2 separate regions of the Gossypium hirsutum genome follow, and region 2 is linked to region 1. Evidence: chromatin contacts called from public Hi-C data. All regions are on one chromosome and are shown on one strand. The core of a region is the stretch at or near the end of the contact, and the rest is flanking DNA. Distances in the headings are between cores, read along the strand shown. Region 1 holds the start of LOC107951416 (interferon-related developmental regulator 1). Region 2 has its middle 16 kb from the start of LOC107951415.

The links. A called contact is a pair of places that touch in the nucleus more often than the background predicts.
Region 2: a Hi-C map of leaf shows a contact between it and region 1, with 2.2 times the contacts expected there. The contact joins the enhancer-like site here to the promoter of LOC107951416 in region 1. A contact is called at or near these places in 4 of 34 Hi-C or Micro-C datasets (all in leaf).

The regions. Positions count from the first base shown.
Region 1 is chrA02:20,831,124-20,838,149 of Gossypium_hirsutum_v2.1, reverse strand. LOC107951416 (interferon-related developmental regulator 1) reads right to left here and starts at 4,263. Exons shown (of 13, transcript XM_016886467.2): 1 at 3,816-4,263; 2 at 3,406-3,577; 3 at 3,141-3,221; 4 at 2,769-2,851; 5 at 2,577-2,692; 6 at 2,366-2,476; 7 at 2,090-2,199; 8 at 1,631-1,943; 9 at 1,473-1,550; 10 at 1,337-1,387; 11 at 1,161-1,244; 12 at 921-998; 13 at 341-826. The coding sequence starts at 3,825. The coding sequence ends at 776. It overlaps LOC107952270 (increased DNA methylation 1), which reads left to right and starts at 4,725. Exons shown (of 1, transcript XM_016887537.2): 1 at 4,725-6,431. The coding sequence starts at 4,725. The coding sequence ends at 6,431.
Region 2 is chrA02:21,051,376-21,058,401 of Gossypium_hirsutum_v2.1, reverse strand. No RefSeq gene overlaps it. Among protein-coding and RNA genes, the nearest start is that of LOC107951415, 16 kb to the right of the region's middle. Within about 2 kb of position 2,966, at least 8 of the 9 cell types and tissues checked have an H3K27ac peak or open chromatin away from gene starts, as enhancers often do. A contact at or near this core is called in leaf, where this site is marked.

The DNA of each region.
Region 1 (7,026 bases), core at 3,014-5,513:
TTTTTTATTTATATGATAAATAATATAATATAAATATTATTCCGAAACGTCGATTATTTCTATTTAAAATTTTAATAAATATATAATTACTAAATTTTAAATAAAATAATATACTTAAAATATGAAAACAATATAAACAGATATATACTAATTTAAACTAGTTGTAGATGAATTTAAATAAAAATTGACTAACGCGTCTGAAAATCAAAATTGGAAACTATATTATAGACATCCCCTGCTTCATTTGTAATAAAATAAAATTGGACGTTCTAAGTTACTTTGATACTGAACATAGATGCAGTACATACACCCAGCAAAACCATAAACATCTCTAATGTCATTTACAAATATGTAGGAGCATCCTACTCGATTTCGATATAACCTCTCGTTCTCAACAATAAAATGTTTGGACACCATATATTTATTCTACACGAACATATTCTTTCATACAAAGATGAATGCTCATATTTGAATATAAGTAATCATACATACTGAATATAAGTAATATCATAATATAGCTTGAGAGAAACATCATTGGTTCATTACAGGAAAGATGGACACTAATCTGAAATGGCCGCTTCTTGTTATTCATTAAATGCAGCATCTCAATCCCATGGACAGAGCAAACTCATTATTGGTGCCTTAGATGAGTGCACTCGACGCCACAATTACAATTTTATCTGTATGTAGAGCCATCGCCGATATTAACCAAAACTTAATAACAAATGACAAGCTAATCCAGCACCACAATGCCCGGTTTCTGTCCCGTAGAAGCTTATGAATCTTCATCACCAACATTGACAGCAAAGTGCCCAATTTTTTTACCCTGAACAGAGTCAGAAAAACAAAGAGTAACCAGGCAACCCCTAATGGTTGGTTAGCTTAGGTTGTGAAACAGCGTATCGACAGATGACACTTACCTCGGATAGCATCCGCTGCTTGTTCAAGTGCTGGGTTCTTGCTTTGTTGATGACTGAATTTGGTGATTTGTACATTCTCTGCACCAAAAGAATCATTATTAATTTCATATTTTGGGCAAATCCAGACACATGAATCTATATATCAACTTCGAATAAAAAATTACATTTAACAGGTTAAAAATTAGATCTAAATCGATTAGAAACTGAAAGATAAGCGCTTTAATCAAATTAGAAACCAACCTTTAAATTGTTGGATACATGTTCACCGCCTACAAGATTCCTTTTTGGCGTGAAACCAAAAACATCTTGAAGGAACTCGTTTTCCTGCACAAGTGAAAAGTGAAACATTACATATGCTGATCTTAGTCAACCAGCAAATAAATATCAACAATTTGCATCCACAGGTGTCAACGAACCTGCATGTGTTTAGCGAAACCTCCACCAAGAAAGCGCCTCAAAAAGTTCGACTGTCGCATTGCAATTTTAAACACTATGTGTAAGAATTCAAGGCACGAAACTAGTGTAGGAAACTAAACTAGAGGGAAGAGAAACCTGAATCAACTGAGACCATGTTGATGTCTGAAGTGACTCCCCACCGATCTTCATTGATGTCTCGGGACAATAACCATCCTAGCATCACCAAGATAAACATTAACATGAGCTGTCCTACAATTGTAAGTCATGAAAATGAATAACAATGATACGAGTACCTGAAGGAACTCCAAAACATCCTTAAACAAACTCCTTTGGTAATTAAGATCTTTCTTCGCAGAACCTTTACCACCAGCTTCCACAGAGAGGTCTCTGACTTGATTTAGAATTTTTGCCCTCAATCCTTGTATATGTAATAATCCTTCTTTAGATTTATTCCCTTCAGAAACTGAACCATTATTTGAACCTTCAGCTTCAGTGGCAAACTTCTCTAAGCTTCCCATCTCAAAAATTACTTCCAGTGCTTCCCCAGCAGCAATGCGAACAGATCGGTCATCCTTATCTAGCAAACTAGACAAATATGTGATGGATCTGCATAATTTCTCAAGATTGACGGGTCTCTTAGATCATTATATCGTGGGAGCATCAAAATCTCACAAGGTTTGCTGAGATACATATGGAGGGATTTCAATACTAAACTACTAAGAAAAAATGTATAATACATAGAGTTCACTCACTCTAGCCAAAGTTTGGGACTGAGACTCCATCTATCCATAGTTGTCAAAAGAAATGACCAGGCAGACACAACCGCTGTTATTACAACAGCAGAAGCTTTGACGGTAATAACCTACAAGTTAAACAGAATAAATTAATTCTCAAATAAAGCAAATAACTATGCAAAAACATATCATCGAGCTTTTCCATTAGCAAGATACAAGCAATAACTGATTCAATGAACCTCAATACACTATCAGATGATTTTTAATTACTGAAAATCAGGCATACATACTTACATTAGAGCCTAGTTTAGGGTGAACCAACTGCCACATAATTTGCATTGATTTTTCTGTTTCCTCTGGTTCGATTCCCCCAACAAAAGTGATGATAGCCAAACACTCCAGTAACTACAATAAGAAACCAGGTAATGTGAAACAACAAATGGCTGAGAATCTAAATACCAACAAAATATTAGGGGGACAAAATCCAATTTAACTTCTAGCATACCGAAGCTATCTTAGAAGATTCGTAACCAGACTTAAAAGCCTGTGAAACAGGAGTGATTGATTCCTCCAATATTTCCCGTGCTTTGTCTCCAGGACCAATAGTTAAAGCCAGCAAACCTACCAAAACAAATTATCAGCTTGAATTCTTCCATCCATGCATGCATTACAATTTGCAAAAGTTTTCAAAACTAACCAACGGTACGGGAAGCTAAAGATATCTCTTTGCTGGACCCCTTTTTGAGGGAATTCAGGCACCGGTGCAGTAATGTAGCAAACCTGAACAACAGCCAAAGACAAAAATATGACTGTTAGAAGCATATGGATCCAAGTACCATGAATTTGAATCATAAGAAACACTTCCACCCACACCTGCAAATATACTTGGCAAATAGAAAATGACAATCTAATACTATGTAATCTCAAGTCTGACTAACTAATGAATCCCACCGAATGTGTGCTATTCCTAATTCTTAGCGTTTCAAGAACCATGATCCTAAATCCTTGGGCTATTCTTGCAATAAAATAAATCAAACCCAAGATTAAAGACCACTTGAGAGCAACTTACTTCTTCTCCACGAACTCATGCTGCAAGTTGCTGTTGAAAGCTTCGATAATCGAGGCCAAAGCCTTCTCTCGCGTTGAACCCCTTCAACAAATGGAGAAAAACGCCCAATTGAGCCACATCCAAGTCAAAAGCATAATTATTCTAAAAACTTTTGAGAAATCTCGAGAACTTGACAAAGTAACTAATTTCAACTAACCAAACTATTCTTCCTTAACCACAGTAACAAGAAAACCATGCATCAAATTTTCATCCAACTATATCTAACCTCTTTTCGTATAAATTATCCACAGCTTCATCAAGTAAACTATCCTTATTAAGCTCTACTTCTTCAGTTCCGGAAACCGACATTCGATCGGAATGCATGGTCGACGATGAACTTACACTACTATTATCATCGTCACTATCTAACATCGTCGCATTTTTGCGCTGAGTTTTACCTGCCAAATTCATATAATTATTTTTATTCAGCCTTAAATAAAACCTAAAACAAAACAAATATAAAACCGACGCCAAACACACCCCAAGACAAATAATAGAAAATTGTTCAAACGCGACTTCACCAAACAATCAATCATCTAACATCCATAGCAATTTGGAAAGTCAAAAAGGCAGAAATTTAATCAAATTAATTAGCAAAAATTACCCAAAAAAAGAATAGAGGAAAAAAATTCTCACGTTTTCCCATGTTGGTGACTACTTCTCGGCCGTCGGTTTTTATATGTTAGAAACTACAAGGTTGACTAAGAATCTGAGAATGAGATAGGTTTGAAATTAAACAACGATAGACAGAACGAAAAACCCAAAAAGAATCCAAACAGAACAAGGAAGACGATATCAGAAGCGAATGGGAGGAGGATGCAGCCATTAAAGTGATACAGAAAATCCCTATTAGAATATAAAGCCAAGGGAAGGGAATGGATTTAGAAAATTACACAAACCCTAATTTATATGTAAAAAGAAAAGCGAACGGGGATTCGGGAATTGGCAGGTTGGGACACGAGGCGAGTGTAGGGATGGAGCACGTGGAATTAGGGTTAGACACGTGATTAAAGTAATTTTACTTTTTAGGAGGCGAGTTTGGGGGTTTAGAGTTCCCGGACTCTGGGAGAAGTTTGTAGAATTGTTTTTAAAGAAAAAAGAAGTATTAAATTTGTAGATTCTTAAATTTAAAAAAAAAAGTGAAAAGGGTGGCTAAAGATTGAACTGTTGATTATCTGTTTTTAAAAGTTTGAAAATAATTTCTCATGGAAAAAGTAAAAACAGAACTTTTGATTTTGATTTAAAGTATTAATTTGGTTAAATACGAGTTTTTATATGAATCTAACTTCAACTGGACTTCCTGAGCTGCGACCCAACCCAATAACAGCAAATTTTCATAATTATCTTAAGCTCAATCGTTGCCCACTTCGCCATAAAAAAACTAATTTCGACATCACCAAAATTTTACTATAAATAATAAACCCAAGAGTATAAAATTCTCAGTTTTGCTTTGTTTATCCTTCAAGACTTCTAATCGAAGTAGAAGTCGACTTATTTAAACTAATGTTATATCATATCTAATTTGTTTATCCTAAAAAGTCAAGCATGGCAGATGCGGTGTTCAATTGGTACAAGAATGGGGGTACAGCAGAACCTGGTACTAAGAGAAGTGAAACTACCCTGCAAGCCAAAAAACATCTTTCTTCCATGGGTTGGGTTTTTTGGTATGCTCAGAAGAACGGAAGACAAGAGTTACGATATCAGTCACCGCAAGGCAAGGTTTACTATACACTCAAAGCTGCCTGCAAAGGTTACATCGATGAAACATCCGGGGCCGAGGGAGGAGGAGGAATGGCCGTGGCCGTGGCTGCTGACTTGGAGCCCAAGAAACCCTTGAAAAGAAAGAGTTTAACTCAAGAAAATCCAGCTTTCCCTAAATCTCTTCCATTTAAATCCCTGCCGCCACCCAAAAGAGGGAAGAAGGTGAGAAAACAAGAAAATCAAGCCGAGCCTCGGGTGATCAAACGAGAGAGGATTAGAATACGAGAGCATCTTGTTCCGAATTCATCTCATCGTAACCCAAGAACTGTTCTCTCTTGGTTGATAGACAACAATGTGGTTTCGATTTTGGGGAAAGTGTATTACCGGAATAAGGCAGGGAATCCATTGATGAGAGGAAGGATAACTCGTACTGGGATTCAATGTGACTGTTGTTTCAGGGTATTTGCTCTCACCGCCTTTGAGGCTCATGCGGGTAGTACCAACCATAGGCCGGCTGCTAATATAATCTTGGACGATGGCAGTGGCAGGTCTCTTTCTGATTGTCAAAGGCAAGTGCATGATTCAATGATGACGATCCCCACATCTGCGAAGAAGGGCGATTCAAATCCACGTGGGAGTGATGATGTTTGCTCTGCTTGTTGCGATGGGGGGGAGTTAATTTGCTGTGATCGTTGCCCTTCTGCTTTCCATGTCAATTGCGTGGGCCTCAAGGAAGTTCCAGATGGTGACTGGTTTTGCCCCTCCTGCTGTTGTGGCATTTGTTGTATTGGAACTGTAAGTGATGATGATAATTTTCTTGCTTGTCAACAATGTGAGTGTAAATTTCACATTGGATGCCTCAAGTTGAAGGAATCAAATGAACTGGCTAGGAAAAACAACTGGTTTTGCAGCCATAGCTGTGAAAACATCTTTTCCAGCCTGCAAAATCTTACTGGAAAACCAATTCCAGTGGGGAACAATCTGACCTGGACATTGCTGAAGTCGAAGGCAAGCTCTAATGGCGACGGCTATACTGATTGCCCCGATGGCCTGGATTCTTGTGCAGAGAATCACAGTAAGTTGAATATTGCACTCGATGTGATGCATGAATGCTTTGAGCCTAGTAAAGATTCTTACACAGGGAGAGATCTGGTTGAAGCTGTGATTTTCAGCCAAGGGTCGAAGCTGAAACGATTGAATTTCAAAGGATTCTATATTGCGGTTCTGGAGGAAAACAATGATCTGGTTTCCGTGGCTACCGTAAGGGTACATGGTGACATTGTGGCCGAAATGTCCCTTGTTGCTACCAGGTTCAGCCACCGCCGCCGCGGCATGTGTCGAGCTTTGGTGGATGAACTTGAAAAGAATCTAGCCAAACTGGGGGTGCAGAAGCTAATTTTACCCGCCGTGCCTGCTGCAGTCGACACATGGGTTAACGGTTTCGGGTTTTCTCACATGACAGGCGACGAGAGATCGAAGCTTCTGCAATATGCTTTACTAGACTTTCAGGGAAGCATAATGTGCCAAAAACCCTTGAAAACTGAGTTGTGATAGACTGATATATCATAAGGTGCAAGTATCGTTCCAGGTACATGAAATATTAATGTTTGTTCTTGTTATTGTATTATCAGATGTTAACTGGTATAGCTTACATGTGCATTTATAAGTTTATTCGTCAGCAACTATACATTAGACTTGGAGCATATTTGTCTCGTTTGAATGAGTTGAAAGAACTAGCCAACATTCATTGTTTGATGGGCTTATTGGGTGGGTCTATGGACCCATAGTTTTAAATTTTGGCTTTCGCCTTTCATCAAAAAGAATCAACATAACACATAAACAAGCACATGCCTATGTATAAACGACAATAAAGGAAGCAAAGCAAGACACAATCACACCAGCCACTGCATGCTTTCCCTTTCCTCTGATTCTCAACATTTTTATTACAGAACCCAATGACACTGAGAAACAAAAAAAGGGTCCTGCTTACCAAGTTATGTCTTTTTCTCTTTTCTACATTAAAATAGTAATGCTCCCTTTGGCCCTTTCTTTCTGCATCCCATGTCCATTCCCCTAATTTGTAACTATTATAGCTTCCTTATGTTTCATCTTCCCAAAGCCTTAAAGTCGTCCATATGGCGACCGG
Region 2 (7,026 bases), core at 1,717-4,216, 220 kb before region 1:
ATTTTAAACTAGAAACATCTATGATATTTTCAATAATATTTTCTCAAAATATCTTAAGAATACATATGTAAAAGTAATTTTAAATTTTTATATAAAAAACTTGATAAATCAAAATTAACAAATACCTATTTTAATAAAAAATTACATATTTCACTACATTCAAGTAAAAAGGTCTTTGCTTAGGTATTTGATTTAAGAAGAATTTAGTATAAATTATAATTGAGAGAAGGAACTACCACAATAAATTGTTAGTTTTTGGAATCATAAAGAATAATTCATATTTATCATTTCTTTTTTCTAAATGATTAATGTATTGTTTAGGGTTTAAATTTAGTAATTGTTATTATATAGGATTTAAATTTTTGTTCAAGTTAATTCTTAAATTTGGTAATTGTTCTCAACTTGAGACTTAAAATAAAGTCCAACCTTTTTTTGAACAAGTTTATTATAAGTTTTGATTATTTCGATTGTTTTTGACACAATATATAGAACTCTTTATAGCATTTTCTAACCAATAAATAAAAAGATAAGATGCTTCAGCACACTCGAACTCACGTCATCTTGCATTATTAACAATGTTCATGTCAATTGAATAAACTTTTTTAAAAAATATCAAGAACTAACTTAAACAAAAACAAAAATATAATTATCAAATTGAAAAATTAACTCTAAATAATCAAAATAATTACCAAATTCATATTTTAAATAATTCATTAAGATATTTTATCATAAATATTAAAAAAAGTCAAAACCCTAGCAACTATTTTCTTTTTTAAAAAAAGCAAAACCCTTTTAAATGTCTTTTTTTTTTCGACTAAAGAAATGCTTGTGTTACTATTTAGGTCAAAGAAATGCTAGATATTTTACTTCGATTAACGTAGACTTCCAGCAAAACAGCACCACGTGTCTCTCTTCCCCAATAAACCACTGTTCAAACGACACGTAGCTCCCTCTTCCATCACATACAATCTCTGACGCTCGCCTGCCCTTTCATCTACTTTCCCTCCACCGCTTACTCATGCGGTAAAGCCCACGCGACTAATTCATTCAGGTCCCGAGTTCAGCGAATTAATCTACGCGCCACTCTAAAACCATTCGCCAAAAGTCTCCCGGGTAAAACCTTGGAGGGTCCAATAACATGATACACCCACGTGACTGTACGATACATTAAAAGACGAAACCAATAGGAAATCCCCACGTGTGGGAGAAAGGAAAGCACAACAGTATCGATTAGCAGATTTTCCGTTAGAGGCATTGGATCCAAAACAGGTCCCAACTCCCAACGGGTAGGAAGTGACACGAAGACACGATGACGTCATCACCGTACTTTTGTCTCTGTTTTTTTTTTCATTCCCCTAAAAGAAGCCATTAAAATACAGGACGGAGAGCTCAGGCATTTCCAGAGGAGAGAGGAAAAAAAGTGAGAAAGGAATAAAGACAGAGAACGAAAGAGAAGGTTAATATTACACTTTTGAATTTCGTTCCTTTTTCTTTTATATACAATCTCCTTTGGTATTTTACATCTTTATTTTTTGGGGGTGTTGCAGGTGAGTTGAAATCAAATCTCTTATTCTTTAAATTTTCTGGGAGGAATTGTATCTCTCTCTCTCTCTCTCCTCTCAGCCGGACGAAATAGAGGAAATTTCCGTTGGTATAAAAATGCAGGTGTTTGATAGAATGACTATTCCAATTCGCAGAGTTTGGAGCGGTGTCGCCACCCGCTTCGGCGTTCGTAAAAGTGGTTAGTCTCAGTTCATTTGCCGCCGACTTGCTGATGTTCAATTTCCGTTCAGATTAAAAGAAAGTTTTTTTTTTCTTTTGCTTTTGCATTTATCTTGTCTGAGCGGTTTTGTTTTCCTTTTTCAATTTAAATGTTTTCGTTATCAGACAACTTGGATTAAGATTTTGGTGTTAAAGTTTTAAAGAAATGAGTTTTATAAACTTGAATTGTAAAGAACAAGAATTTGCATGTGGGAATTACATGGATTTGGGCTTCCTTACCTTTAATTGCTAGCCTTTTTGAAGGCCGGTATTTCTTTGTCTCGTATATGATTTATAAATTGTGGAACAGCTATTTTTATCTGATGGGTTTTGTTGAATTCTTAATCTTGAATGCTTAACAGGGGGGAAATGACGAAAGGGAAATTTTTTTCTTTTTTTCTTGAATCTCTGGAAAATAAATGGGAATCCAAGAAATAATTTAGAGGGAAATGGATGATTGACATATGTAAATTAAAGGCTAAAATTCATACTCTGTCCTTAGCCAATATTATCATGTGTTGAAACAGCTCATATGAAGCTTCGAAAAGATATAAGCTCTTGCGAATACGAGGATGTGCGAGTGATGTGGGAAATGCTGAGCAGAAACGAAGCAGAAACCATTCGATCCCCAACAACAAGTAAAGGAAGATGCAGAAAGAGACCATTGTGGAATTGCTTTGAATGGGCAAAGCGAGCTCCTTTTTTTTGTCGAAGCTTCTGAATAACTGTCAGAGAGTGTGTCTTGTTGCCACTCAGGGTTTTCAGTTTATCATCCTATCTTAGACCTTTGTTTGGATATCATCGATCCAGTGATAATAAAAGAAAAAAAAATAGGGAGAGAATGGAGGGATTTGTTTGTGAGATTGCCCCTCTTCTTCCCTTTGGTGTTTTTTTTTCTGTTATGTATGTCTCAGTTATCTGTAGATATCAACCGTCTGTCATGTCCATGCTTTTATCTCTGGTTCTATGTAATAAGCTGCTATATATATGTCCATGTTCTCCTCCAGGCTCTTTAATCTTGAGGGTGGTACATTGATGAAGTTTGTAAAAAGATGGGTGTCTTTCATTTTCTGTGTTTATCCTTTTTAAATTAAATGATAGGTGAAAAATCACAATCAATCAATTTTTAATTAGGAGGGGAGAGTGGGGGCCGGGGTGGTGCACCAATCAGAAACTGCAGTGATTGAATGGGTTAATTTAGTTATGATTTTGAAAGGTAGAGGTCTCATAACCGTAAAAATTTGTGATGTTGAGACCCCTGTTTTAATTATGTTTCTTGCTCTTCTCGGTTTTAGTTTCAAATCAAAAACTAAACCTTTTAACCGCTGTAATAGGGTGTGATATGTATTTTGTTTATTTTTTATCTTTAAGTTATAATATTATTATAGTATTTAATTTTATCGTTATTATTATTTTTACATTAATTATATGTAAATATATCATCTATTTAAACTTATCTTAATTCAACCCAACCTCATATTAAGATTAGTTGGACTAAAAATTATGATTTAAAATAAGATATTGAGTTGAATTAAATTTAAAAATTGATTGAATCAAAATTTAAATTAATTTTATTTATTTTAGATTTTTCATAATTTTTAAAAAATTTACTCAATCGAACGGAAAATCAACTGATTTTAAAAACTTGAAATTAATTATTTATTAATTAAACTTGTTTGAAGTAACAGATTTTTTTTTATGTCAGAAATATTATTTTATAGGATTTACTCTGCAAAGTAGCTTTCGCCAAGATCGTCAACATTCACGTTCATTGAGCCAAGGCCCAAGATTATCATTTCATTGATCCAGCTCCTATAATCGCTTAAATCATATCATATTATATTATATAAAAAAATAAAAAGGGATAAATATCATAATTATATATGAATTTTGATTCAATGTGTAATGTTATATATGGATTTTGACTTTTTGTGATTTTATACATGAATTTTGATTCGATTCAATTTTCAAATCACTAACAACATTGTTGAATTACCACCATTTTACATTGGATATTACATACAGAGCAATTATATTAATCCAATATAAAAATAAATATATGTATTCATTTCTTTAAATGTGTATGATTAAATCAAAATTAGAGTTTCTTGTATACATAAGAACGAAAATACAAGTTTCATGTGTATAATTGCATCAAATAAAAGTTCATGTATCAAATTGCACATTGAAGCAAAATTCATGTATAAATTTAATATTCATATATCAAATTGCACATGACAACAAATTGAGCATTTTATTTGTACAGATACCACATTACACATAAAAGCTTAGAGGCCAACTATGACATTGACCTATACTAATTGTAGAAAGTTAAAAGTGAAAATTTGAAAATTTTGAAAATGAAGTCACTACCTGCTCCTAACTAAACCTATTCATGGGTCAAATTACTCACTTAAGCTTAAAGATTCATCCAAAATTTGAAAAGATTTGAGTAAAAATATTATATCCAAAAAATAGAATTAGACAAAAAAAATTAAACCCGTTTTAAGTAATGACCAAACTCGGGCTCGAATATTAAAGGTCTAAGTTTGCCCCACTTCCTAAGATTGTATTATAGCACATAAAAAATTAAATCTATAATAATATATAATATTATAATGTAAATATTAAAAAATGCTAAGATGTCTATATATAAAATTTTAATAAATGAGAAAATATATAAAATTATTAAATATTAAATTAATACTAATATAAATATTTTTAAAAAAAATTAAAAAATATTATCAGGTTTAAAATGAGTTTAAGTTTAATATTTTATTTGGTTTAAACAAAATTTTAATCATATATTTTAAATTAAACTTGGACAAATGTAAAGTGAATTAAGGTTAAAATAACACTGAGAAGACTTTTTCCCTCCCACCAACTCCTCACTATTAGTGAATGTGTTACTTGATGTCTAAAACATATTGACTAATGATATGTGTTAAGTTGCTTGCCACTTTGCCTTGGCGTTGAGCTATTAAGGCAACCATCACAAGCACAGAGCGAAAAATATGGATGGAAGCGAATCATGGTGGACCTCATGGTTTACCAAAGATTAAAGCTATGGTGGTTTGAGTTAGAAGATATTAACGACATGGTGACCGAATCACAACCAAAGCCTTGCAAAACCCAACCCCATCTTCTCTCTCTTCTTCTCTTAACTTTATTTCCTTACCATTTTCGTTGGTTTGCCTTCATATCATCCAACCTTCCATTTCCAAATTGGTTACTTCGTTATTTAGATGTGGAATCTTCCTAAAAATGTATCCCTATTCGACATTTAATTAATTCGAATTTATATAATACAGTTATTATTTATTTATGGATTAAATCACTATTTGGAATATGAACTTGACAATTTCTCTCACATTGAATTTGAATTTTTTTTTGTCCAAGTTTAGTTATGAATTTAGCAATTATTCCCACATTTGAGTTTCAATTTGAAATCTTTTCTCACATTAGGGTTTAAACTTTTTTTATTATTCAAGTTAATCTCTGAACTTTGAGAGTTATTCTCATATTAGAGTCTGAACTTGAAAATTGTTTTCACATTGGAGCTTGAGCTCTAGGATTTTCAAGGACTAACTTGGACAAAAAAAGTTCGACCCTAATGTAGGAATAATTGTTATGTTCGAGGCCTAACTTGAATAATAATAATGTGAGCATAACCGTTAAGTTCAGGATCTAATTTGGAAAAAAAAATTCAGACTCTAATATGAGAAAAAAATTAAAATTCAATAACTTAAAATGAATTAACCATTTGTTTATTTATTTGGGAGGTTGGGGTGGGGGAGGTTGAAGTAGATATCAAAATCACCAAATTAAAGCAAATGGAGCATACAAAAATGATTGATTCTGGCCATGGCTCCCATAAAACACATTAGTTGATAAAGATTACTTACTTTAACTCCAATTATAGGATTAAAGTGATGATCAAGGCAGCGATTTCCATCTCCTACTAATCATCATTTATTAAATTAATTATTATGTTAAATATTTTCCACATTTAACTGTATGTCATCTCTGATTATCATATATAGTTATTTTGGCATTCTCACCAATCAGACTAAACTCTACCCATATGCTGTCTTGGCCAACTTATCTTCCCAATTTGGCTAATCATTCATATTCATTGACTTCCTATCTCCAGAGGAAATTGATAGATCTAGAGAATACTTTCCTTTATCAAAAATCTTTGAATAAAACCCATTATAATTAGCTATAATTGCTAGTTTACAACAATATTTTGAGCAACAAAACTGTAATCGAGTGTTAATATTCTATTACATATAACTAATTTTTCGATTTTAAGCACAATGACAATGCCATATTATTAGAAATAAATTTAATTTTAAACTTTTTTAATGATAGTAAGTATCTAATTTACCCGTAATATAAAGTAATAATTGTATATAAAATAAGAGTTATATTTGATAAAATTTAATATTTATATATGATGAGTTTAAGTTCAAGGAAAGTAGAATGAATCATTTATGAAGCAGGCACAAAGGGTGGTTTTAGGATTAGATTAAAAAGAAAAATAGAAAAAGCAATTTGTTGAGGTTTGTCAACCACTTGATTAAGCAGCTGACTGTTGGTAAATTCACAAGCTTTACAATTTATTAAAGAAAGCTTTCTTAATGAAAAAGCGTGGGAAGGACATGGATTCATATACTGACTTTCGCTTCATCTTGGATTAAATTATTAGCCATTAATGTTAATATTTATGGGACATAGTGCAAAGTTAGGCTCTCTCTTTTTCATAGTTGGACCCAAACCTTAAATCTGATTTAAATTTTAAATTTGTATAATTTACGTGTTTTAAATCATTTTTAAAATAATTTATTAATATTAAAAAATTTATCATACGCGTATGTGTATGAGAATCACGTATTTAAAATATAAATGTGTATTTAAAAATAATATATAGTAAATAATGAAAAGTATGATTTGAAACTAATAATAATAGCTAATAACACCTTAAATAGGTACAATATTTAAAATAAAAACATTAGATTAGATTGTGATTAAAACTAAATTTAAACACAAAAAACATATCATATTAAGAATACAAATATAATTGTTTATCATTATTTTACCATCAATTCTAAATTGGTGTTGTGTTCATTTGTGAAACTAACTCAATCAACAACGTTATTCATATACACAAATATATAAAAATTTTGAATATATATATATGCTCATTAAAGTTTCAAATAAAAACTAAAAATTACTTTAGTAAATGAAAAGGTTTTATATATG